2 separate regions of the Rattus norvegicus genome follow, and region 2 is linked to region 1. The links are chromatin contacts, called in public Hi-C maps. All regions are on one chromosome and are shown on one strand. Each heading gives the region's core, a stretch centred on a gene start, on an enhancer-like site or on the middle of the called end of the contact. The rest is flanking DNA. Distances are from core to core; before and after follow the strand shown. Region 1 has its middle 9.4 kb from the start of Tmed9. Region 2 holds the start of Ddx41 (DEAD-box helicase 41).

What was found. Hi-C and Micro-C count contacts between places; a contact is called where the count stands out from the background.
Region 2: a contact with region 1 is called in a Hi-C map of liver, with 4 times the contacts expected there. The contact joins the promoter of Ddx41 here to the enhancer-like site in region 1. A contact is called at or near these places in 8 of 12 Hi-C or Micro-C datasets (the A7r5 cell line, Schwann cells, hepatocytes and 4 more).

The regions. Positions count from the first base shown.
Region 1 is chr17:9,046,016-9,051,356 of GRCr8, forward strand. No RefSeq gene overlaps it. Among named protein-coding and RNA genes, the nearest start is that of Tmed9, 9.4 kb to the left of the region's middle. Within about 2 kb of position 3,061, at least 2 of the 93 cell types and tissues checked have an H3K27ac peak or open chromatin away from gene starts, as enhancers often do. A contact at or near this core is called in hepatocytes and liver, where this site is marked.
Region 2 is chr17:9,105,921-9,111,261 of GRCr8, forward strand. It overlaps Ddx41 (DEAD-box helicase 41), which reads left to right and starts at 2,250. Exons shown (of 17, transcript NM_001108046.2): 1 at 2,250-2,281; 2 at 2,356-2,466; 3 at 2,736-2,895; 4 at 2,977-3,051; 5 at 3,141-3,201; 6 at 3,304-3,440; 7 at 4,071-4,143; 8 at 4,234-4,387; 9 at 4,461-4,597. The coding sequence starts at 2,255. It overlaps LOC108348505 (a long non-coding RNA gene), which reads right to left and starts at 1,934. Exons shown (of 3, transcript XR_010059075.1): 1 at 1,795-1,934; 2 at 1-64.

The DNA.
Region 1 (5,341 bases), core at 1,811-4,310:
ATAAACCCACTCAGGTACCAAATCCTTACTTTCCAGGAATACAGCATTGGTAATTGTTGGGGAAAGTATTAGATTTCTATCCTGGCAATGATTTTTTTTTTAAAGAAAAAAATGACAAATCCAGATTTTAAACAGAGTAAAAGAACTTTAGAATAGGATTGGTGTGTTCCTGTAATTCCAGCACTCCAGGAAAAGCAGGAAGCTTTGCGTCCGAGGTCAGCGTGAGCTTTAGAATAGTTTGGGCAAAAGCTGAAGAGCATCCAGTGAGTGTAGGGACTCAGGGTTTCTTTTTGTTCTTTTTCTTTTTTCTTAAAATAAAATAACTTATTTATGTATATGAATACACTGTTGCTGTCTTCAGACACACCAGAAGAGGGCATTGGATCCCATTACAGATGGTTGTGAGCCACCATGTGGTTGCTGGGAATTGAACTCAGGACCTCTGGAAAAGCAGTCAGTGCTTTTTTTTTTTCTTTTTTTTTTGGTTCTTTTTTTCGGAGCTGGGGACCGAACCCAGGGCCTTGCGCTTCCTAGGTAAGCGCTCTACCACTGAGCTAAATCCCCAGCCCCGCAGTCAGTGCTCTTAACCGCTGAGCCATCTCTCTATCCTGGGACTCAGGCTTTCTAATGTGGATGTTCCTAGGGAAGTTCTCCCTTGGATCTGATCATAGACACAAGGACAGTGGCACACAAGCTTGAGACACAAGCTTAGGGGTGCTGTCCACATTCCTGAGTAGTGATCCTTATTCTACAAACTGTAGGAAAGGACCCTCCTTGTGTGTTGGGGATTGGTTTTCATGCTTTGATTTAATTAGGAATCTGCGTGTCCACATGCTGAAGGTCCTTGTCCCCAGTTGGTTTTTGAGATTTATTCATTTCATGTATGTGAGTACACTGTAGTTGTCTTCAGACGCAACAGAAGAGGGCATCAGATCCCATTACAGATGGTTGTGAGCCACCATGTGGTTGCTGGGAATTGAACTCAGGACCTCTGTAAGAACAGTCAGTGCTCTTAACCGCTGAGCCATCTCTCCAGCCCCTCCCCCCAATTGGTTTTTCATCGACCAATAAAGATGCCAGCAGCCAAAAGGGAGATGGTGCAGGGCCTTTCGATTTGCATGGGCTAGGAAGTGGGAAAAAGGAGCGTGGATAGTCAGGACTCAGTGGATGGAGGGAGGCCTCCATTCAAAGATGGGAGTAGGAGTCGCAGGAGAGAAAGCCAACCAGCCATGAGAGAATTTGGGTGGGTGGACACTGGCCCCTTTCCCAATTGGGTCTGGGGTAGCAAGGGAAGGTTCAGGAGTGCCCAGTCTTTGAGTTAGCCAAGGGATTTTAAAATTAATTGGCCTGCGTGCCTGCCTTCCATTTGTGAATCCAGATAGCTTCTGGACGGGTGCTCACGTGTAACCCTGCAGGAGTCAAAGCAGGGCAGCCCAAAATGCCTATAGGTTGATGTCTATATGCAGGTGAGGGCTGGCACCAGTTAGGTCAAGGCCATGACTGGGCAGTAAAAAATAAGGTGGGGACAAAGTTTTGTAAGGCAGGGGAGAGGGAGAACGAAGGAGAATCAAGATAGAGACGGAGAAGGATGACCCCAATCTGGTCTTGAATTGCCAAGGTAGCTGGGATGGATTTCTGTAGGCAAATTTATCTTACCAAGGTGGGTGGTTTATATCCTTACCAATTGGTTGTGAGTTTATTGTGCAGATGTATTGTGGATTGAGAATTTAACATGTAAATCTGACTGTTGAGTTAGTTTGTTGAGTCTTGATTTTAACGGGTTGTCGGGGGTTGTTGGGAGTTTATACCGTAACCATTAGGACGCAGATGTAAACAGAGCAGCAGCAGACAGTTACAAGACAGTAGCCACCGCTGGGAGCAGGAGATAGACGCTGGGAATGTAAGCAGTAAGAGCTGTGAGTGAGGGTGGACCAGCTCTCAGCCCAGCTCTCAGCCGGTGGACCTGGGGGCAAAGGATTTGGGAGCCCCTGCTGTGCAGAGAGGCTGGATGGTTCCCTGAGAGGAGCTAGGAGCTAAGAGCAAGGAGCTAGGAGGAAGACAATGAGAAGCAGACAATAAAAACTGCCTGCCACCAGCCACCAGATAAATAAAGAATAGCAACTTATAAATTTGATTTATTTGTTTCTAAGGATAGAGGGAAATATTCAGATTTTTCCGGAGCCACGTGGGGATTCCTTCCTATGGTTCCAAAATTGATAAAGAAATAAGGTTCACATTGGTATAAGTTTGCATATTGACACAAAATTTGAAATTAATATTGTTACTCTTAGATAGGCATTGTGCCTATGCAATTCACTGAAGGATACAAGGCTTTGACCCTGTCCTTCTGTAGCTGCCATTGCAAACTGTCTAGGATGAGTAAGTGATGCAAGTTAAGGGCCAGAGAGCAAACTCACAGCTACATTAGATTCTGATTTAAGTATAATAAGGTGTTTTCAATATTATTCAATTAGAAATAGCTTTTTGTAGGGGGCTGGAGAGATGGCTCAGTCTTTAAGAGCACCAACTGCTCCTCCAGAGGTCCTGAGTTCAAATCCCAGCACCCACATGGTGGCTCACAACCATCTGTAACGAGATCTGATGCCCTCTTCTGGTGTGTCTGAAGACAGCTACAGTGTACTTATATATAATAAATAAATAAATCTTAGAAATAGGTAAGAGTAGTCAAGGTTTAACAATTCAGATATACCTGATATAAACAGATAGTCTTCAAAAACATCAGAAGTCCACAGAATCTGACATTTAATCAATTCATTATTATTAGGAATTTTGACTAGAGACACGTCTGCTCCTGACAGTGCCTCCCTCACAGTTCAAATAAGACATTGAGCATCTTTACCTCCAGGTGAGGTTGCTTGTCGCGGCACTGGGCAGAAATTGCCTATATAATCTGCAGACAAAATACCCGTGCTCCCCCTGGTCCCTCCTGCTGACTCATGCTACGGCTGAGGCCTGGCTGTCTCTGCTAGGTCGTGTCACTGCTGTTGCTAACCCAATTCTGCCGAACTGGACTGAACTGGACTGCTGGCGTATCTGTGAGGTATTTTCGAGTGGATCGAGCTGCCACTGCTGACCTGTGAACTGAACTATCGATTTCCAGACAACACAGTTGGGAATTGCTCCAAAGAACCTCTCTGAACAGGTCCACTTTTCCCATATCCTTTCTTTCCCACTACCTAATGGTGGGTGGTGGGCTAAAAGGGAGGTTACATAATTTAAGAACCATCATTAAAAATAGGTTTGGGGGGTTGGGGATTTAGTTCAGTGGTAGAGCGCTTGCCTAGCAAGCGCAAGGCCCTGGGTTCGGTCCCCAGCTCCGAAAAAAAGAAAAAGAAAAAAAAATAGGTTTGGGAGAAATTACAGTTCCCCAGGCCACCAGTGGCAGCCTGATTCATTTCCAAACACTTCACAGATACACCAGCAGGCCAGTTCGGTAGAGCCAGGATAGCAAACAGGAATCAGCAGCGGTGGCACCACCTAGCAAAGATAGCCAGGCCTCAGCCTCAGCGTGAGTTAGGAAGAGGGACCAAGGTCAGCAGGATCATCAGGAGTTCTTTTTTTTTTTTTTTTTTTAAGATTTATTTATTTACTTTATATGAGTACACTGTGGTTGTCCTCAGACACACCAGAAGAGGGCATCAGATCCCATTACAGATGGTTGTGAGCCACCATGTGGTTGCTGGGAATTGAACTCAGGACCTCTGGAAGAGCAGTCTGTTCTCTTATCGGCTGAGCCATCTCTCCAGCCCTCATCAGGAGTTCTTAACTGTGTCTCTCGCAGTGAAGTGAAGATCAGCGAAGACACTAGACTGTTGTGGTAAATATTAAAAAAAGATTCTGGCAACCCTCTCTAGTGCCAGCTCCGGTGGGCTGGCTACTCCCTGAGCCCTGCAGCAGCCGCCCTCTTGCAACTCTCTTGCTGCAGACTCCGCTCACATTCCCAGCATCCGCCCCCTGTGATTATAGTCACAACTCCCAGTTACCCGTTAAAATCAGAACTCAATAACCTTGTAATTTAGCAATCAGACTTATATCTTAAATTCTCAATCCACAAAATGCCTACATAATAAACTCACAACCAATTGATAATGATATAAAGTGCCCACCTGGATAAGACAAATTGTCCTATAAAAATCCATCCCTTAAGAAATATTCAGGGTTGGAGAGATGGCTCAGCGGTTAAGAGCACTGACTGCTCTTCCAGAGGTCCTGAGCTCAATTCCCATCAACCACATGGTGGCTCACCGCCATCTGTAAAGAGATCCGATGCCCTCTTCTGGTGTGTCTGAAGACAGCAACAGTGTACTCACATACATAAAATAAATAAAATCTTTAAAAAAAAGAAAGAAAGAAAGAAAGAGAGAAAGAAAGAAAGAAGGAAATATTTATAGCTACCTGTGGTCGTTTAAGGCCACACAGATCTGGGTCGTCCTTCTCTGCCTCCATCGTGGTTCTTTCTGTTTCCTCTCCCCCACCTTACAAAAACTCTGTCCCCGCCTTACTTTTTCACTGCCCAACCACAGGCCTTGCCTTATCTTGTGCCAGCCCTCACCTGCATATGGATATCCGCTACACTAGACCCACAAGCATTGTATGGCCACCTCTATAATCAAGCCAAGCTCAGCCCGTGTATAACCCCCCAAACATCACGTGTCCTCCACTTGTCTGCCTCAGCTGACACCACTCAGCCAATCAGCCTGAGTCTGCAAAAGCAGCAAGAAACGGCAGCACACCACCAGCAGTGTTTTGGCGCGGTTTCTCTCTATGGAGTCCCAATGAATGCAGTTCAACTATGCAACGCAAGGCAGACCAGTACATGCCTGTTGCTAGTGAAGTCATTTCTCGTGCTTGCTTTATAGCAGAACATCCTTTCACCTGTGTCTGCTTCCAGAGAACTCTCCTTCACGAGTCCGCCTTAGCAAAACGCCATCCAACACAAATGACTTCCGAAGAACCCTTAAGTTTCCACTTCACCTCATGACTATAATTTTGCTGCTGACATAAATCATAATGCAAATATCTGTTTTCTGATGGGCTTAGGCGACCCCAATCAGGTTGTGACGACGCACACACAGGTTGAGAGCCACTGCATGGAAGCTGCCGCCTGTTGGGGGTAATCTTTCGTGCAGTGTGTAAAGGCTGTCACTATTATTCAAGTGGTGATTCGTATACCTGCAGAGATTTGAGTACAGGACGCGGGGCTGTTATTTTTATGAGACGCCACGGTTGACTCCGCGTTTTGTAAACATCTTCTCCACCACCTTCTGATTGGTTTAATGAAGAGATGAATGGCCTGTGGCAAAGCAGGAAAGGATAGGGG
Region 2 (5,341 bases), core at 1,000-3,499, 59 kb after region 1:
CAAACACCTTTGATGAATTAAATCTGATTGTCGAGTGGGAAGGAATATGTGGCCATTTGTAGATCTGAAAACAAAACCCGTAATCAACATCTGTAAAGCCAAGGAATCCACTTCCTCTTCCCAAATCCTGTTTAATGTAGTAGATTTACTAAAAATGTCTTACATATACTATGTCCAAAAAGTCTTTTTCTTTTTAAAGATCTATTTTATGCATGAGTGTTTTTGCTCACACCATAAGCCTGGTGTCCAAGGTCAGAAGAGAGCATTGGATTCTACAGAACTGGAATTACAGATGTTCATGATTCACCACGTGGGTGCTGAGAACCCAATGTGGGTCTTCTGCAAGAACAAATGCTCTAAACCAGGTGGGCTCTCCAGCCCCGCTAAATGCCATTCTTTTTTTTTTTTTTTTTTTTTTTTTGTTCTTTTTTTTCCGGAGCTGGGGACCGAACCCAGGGCCTTGCGCTTCCTAGGTAAGCGCTCTACCACTGAGCTAAATCCCCAGCCCCTGCTAAATGCCATTCTTAACCAAGTTTCTGCTGGCAATGAAGTGTCTAGAGAGGTGTGCGCTGCCTTTTGTTAAAGTGGCCTCCCTACACAAGTGGCTAGAACCTGCCCCTTCCTCTCCTCCCCCAACCCCCTTCCCCATAGGACTGGGTGACAGTTTCCTTCTAAAGAAAGGGAGCAGGAGCCGGATCACAGGCTCACAGTTCCTGTTTCTCAGCCTGTTCAGTCCTCAGGGAGAGGAAAGTAGATGAAGCCTTTTCTCTATCGCATAGCTTTGTTTTTCACACTTGAAGCAACTATCTAAAAATTCCAGTTGTGGGGCTGGAGAGATGGCTCAGCGGTTAAGAGCACCGACTGCTCTTCCAGAGGTCCTGAGTTCTATTCCCAGCAACCACATGGTGGCTCACAGCCATCTGTAATGGGATCCGATGCCCTCTTCTGGTGTATCTGAAGACAGCTACAGTGTACTTAGATATAATAAATGAATAAATCTTTAAAAAAAAATTCCAGTTGTGGCAAAAGTAAAAGTCTGGTCAAGTTTAGACCTGGTGCCCCTATGTCTCTTGACATTCCCCGCCCCACAACAGAGTAACTGCCATTATGAATTCCAGGGGGTTGTTTACCTTAAGGTGAGTTCTTACTATGTAGCCCTGGCTGGCTTCAAACTCAGATCTGCCTGCTGGGATTAAAGGTTCATGCAACCACCTGGCTTTTGTTAGTTTTTTTTCTTTTACTTATTGCTTCTTCACATCCTACAAGAGAGGCCGCTTGCTATGAATATCACGAAAATCGATTTGCACCACCTTTGTGATGATTTCATGCTAGTATTATGGTATACACAATCCCAGCACTCATGAGGCTTAAGCAGGAGGATCGCCACAAGTTTGAAGCCAGGCTTGGCTGCATGTCAAGACCCTCTCTTAGGGGAAAAAAAAAAAAGAATCCTTATATTTCTCCCAATCTCCAGACAAGTGAGTTCTCTTTGGCACTACAGGGTGATCAGCACTCCCATTACAGATAAAGACTTGAGAAGAGGCAGCCAGCACTAGCTCTGTCTTTACTCCTTAAAGTTGGACAACCTGGGCCCGGTGTCCTTTTCTCTCAACCTCACACCAACCCCTGAGATCTCTATGCCCTAAGGAATTTGTGTATTTACTGTCTACCCTAAGCCCCTTTCCGGCTCTCCTGATGGTGACTTCTCCACTTTCTCTGTAAACCCAGATCCAACGTCTCCTCTGTGCTATCTCTAGCTTCCCAGGCAGTCAATCTGAGATTTATATCATTTACCAAGGTTAAAAAACACCTTGGCCATTATTTTACATCCGTCCCGTCGTGTTACTTCACGCAGACGAGGCATCATTCTGCGAGCACCGCCCACGAGGAACTCGCATGCAGGGCTGGGACTCCTGGTCGCCAGAGGGCGCAGCGCTCCCCGGAGAGTGCGGGGAAGAACGTCTTGCTGAGAGGTGGGGTGCGGCGGAGGGTATTCCAACAGATTCCTCCTTTAAACCAGGACTTGAATCTTCTGCGCATGTCTCAAACGTTCCCGCTACCCACAAGGCTTCGCTAGACTCTTTCAATCAGCTCTGCCACTCGCCCGCCTACGCGCTAGAAGAAGATTGTCCCAGTTCGCGATCCGGCGCTCACGGCGTTGCTAGGCGACGACAGCCGTTTTTTCCATGCCGATTGGAGCTCAGATGAGGCGTGGTTTTTTCAGCCCTGGCACTGCGCATGTGTGCGGCCTACGATGGAGGAGTCGGAACCCGAGCGGAAGGTGGGACTGAGGTTGGGTCCACGCGAGGGGTTGCGGGTAGGGGGAGGGGCCGCAGTTGACTCGGGTCTCCGCAGCGGGCTCGCACGAACGAGGCGACTGCGGGTGGGAGCCGCTCCGAGGACGAAGATGAGGACGACGAGGACTACGTGCCCTACGTGCCGTTGCGGCAGCGCCGGCAGCTTCTGGTGAGGGGCCTCATCCCAGGTGCAACGGCGACAGGTCCCCGGCCGTCCGCGGGAGGGGGGATATGGGGGGCGGTAGCAGTACCCTTGGGACGTGGTTCTGAGGAAAACCAGGGACTAGTGAACCTGAGTTCCGGACAGACGTGCGCCCAGTGCACACGACCCCCTTCCCGGAAAAAGCCAGCAGCCTAGGTTCCGACCCTCCCCGGTGCTGTGCCCCACCACCTACCGGGTCTTGGGCTTGACTCTGAGGGACACTGGTGGAACCTCAGCTCCAGAAGCTGCTGCAGCGAAGACGCAAGGGAGCTGCAGAGGAAGAGCAGCAGGACAGTGGCAGTGAGCCCCGAGGAGATGAGGACGACATCCCGCTGGGTCCTCAGTCCAATGTCAGCCTCCTGGATCAGCACCAGCACCTCAAAGAGAAGGCTGAAGGTGGGCAGAGCAGGAAGGAGAGAGGTTGAGCCTAGGACACAATGCTCCTGGTTCTCTGACATCTTCGGCTTTCTTTCTCAGCACGCAAGGAGTCCGCCAAGGAAAAGCAACTGAAGGAAGAAGAAAAGATTCTGGAGAGTGTGGCTGAAGGCCGAGGTACCATTATAGTTGGTGCAGACAGGTTGTGTCCCAAGGGGTCTCCTTTGAGAGGCAGGAACCTCATTGAGCTATGTCTGTCTCCTCAGCCTTGATGTCAGTGAAGGAAATGGCCAAAGGCATTACCTACGACGATCCAATCAAAACTAGGTATGCCTTTTCAGTCAGTGTATGCGGATGCGGCTAAGACTGGCGGTGGGGCCCAACTGTACTGTACTGTGTTGACCCCTCCTGCCCACTGCCTACCCGCAGTTGGACACCCCCGCGCTATGTCCTGAGCATGTCAGAAGAGCGGCACGAGCGTGTTCGGAAGAAGTACCACATCCTGGTGGAGGGAGACGGTATCCCGCCACCCATCAAGAGCTTCAAGGAAATGAAGCTCCCTGCAGGTACCTGAGGAGAGGGAGGCACTGAGCCGGTTTACCATCTTCTCTCTGGGACAGTGTGTCCCAGTGCCTGCTCCCTACGCTCAGCAATGGGAATGCAGAGTTGGATAGAGGATGTCCCCCTGTGGTTGTTGGTGGCACTTAGTTGGGAGGGAGAAGCTCTTTTGAGACAGGATCTCTTTCTGCAGCCCAGGCCGACCTCAGATTCAAAACAGTCGTCCTGCATCCTCCCTACCGAATGCTAACGCTAGCGTTGTAGGCATGGTCCCCACGCCCTGTGAGGAGATGCAGGTTTGAAAGCGTTGTCAGTGCTTGTCCTAATTGCCCCAGAACATGGCATGGTCAGGCTTCCCTCAGACTCAGACCCAGTGCCTGTGCCTCCTGGGTACAGTGGTAATGGGCGCGGCCCACTACTCCTCGATAGAGGAAGGGTCTCTTTAGACTTATTTTCAGATGTCTCAGCTGTCTTCTGCTTCGATGCCGCTTCAGTGCGAACTTAGGCCCAGTCAGCCAGTGGGCTTTGGACCCACTGTTTCGTGACCCCCAGCCTCTGTTTCATGGCTTATAACCTACAAGGAAGAGCTAATTCTGTGGGATTCAGGATTCCAGTAAAACAACTGTTCTTTCCCACAGCTATCCTTCGAGGCCTGAAGAAAAAGGGCATCCTCCACCCAACACCCATTCAGATCCAGGGCATCCCTACCATGTAAGTATGGGCTGTGGGCGTGGCTGTAACAGAGAGGCAGCACCCATTTATCTAACTGGGCCCAGTCCTGAAGCTGTCCTCTCCCGGCAGTCTGTCTGGTCGGGACATGATTGGCATCGCCTTCACGGGGTCAGGCAAGACTCTGGTATTCACACTGCCCGTCATCATGTTCTGCCTGGAACAAGAGAAGCGGTTGCCTTTCTCCAAGCGGGAAGGGCCTTATGGACTTATCATCTGCCCCTCAGTAAGGCAGGCTAACCCAATGGTTGGGAGGAGGGCGGGGCTGGCCTCTGGTACCAGCTTTGTCTCTCCTTCAGCGAGAGCTGGCTCGGCAGACCCATGGCATCCTGGAGTATTACTGCCGTCTGCTGCAGGAAGACAGCTCCCCTCTCCTGCGCTGCGCACTCTGCATCGGGGGCATGTCGGTGAAGGAGCAGATGGAGACCATCCGACAGTATGTGCTGAGGCTCCCACAGGGGTCCCCAGAGTTCCCAGAGAAGCAGAAGAACCCTTTAGCTTAGCGACTGCAGGGTCCTCACAGAGTTCTTCTGTGAGTTCAACCCTTGAGGCGATATGATTTGGGGTTGGATGGAAAACTAGCTGGATACTGTGGGAATAGAACAGATGGGATGTCCCATTCTCTGGGACATTAGAGGTCAGAAAAGGCTGCAGGGAAAGTGCCATTTGAATTTTGGGGGCAGTTCAGGTAGAAAGCTCAGAGATTGAAATCTGGAGTATCCAGAAAAATTAAAACTCTTCACTGTGGTTAACCAAGGAGGCTAAGGTACTGATGTGGGGGCCAGACCTCAGTGGCACCTCTGCTCTGTCCTTTCTAGGTAGTGCAATCCCCAGCAGACCAGGCCCAGAGGCGACAGTCAGAGCAGAGCTCACCCCTGCGTCTGAGGTATTCACAGACTCAGGGAAGATTCAGGCATGTAACAGACAGCCTATCGGAAACATGAGCCCAGCAAGGCCAGCAACGGGACATATGAACCAGGAGTAAAACCTCTAGAGGCTCAGGACAGCCCTCGTGGGGAAGGCATGTCAAATAGTGCAGCCCAGAGAGGGCCAGCCCCTACTAAATAAGCTGCCTGTGCTAACAGAAGACAGCATGGGAGAAGCTGAGAGGCAGTGGGGAGGCAGCAAAAGCAGAAGGCAGTGCAGTCTCTTGGTAGGTCACAGGATACCCAGGTACCCA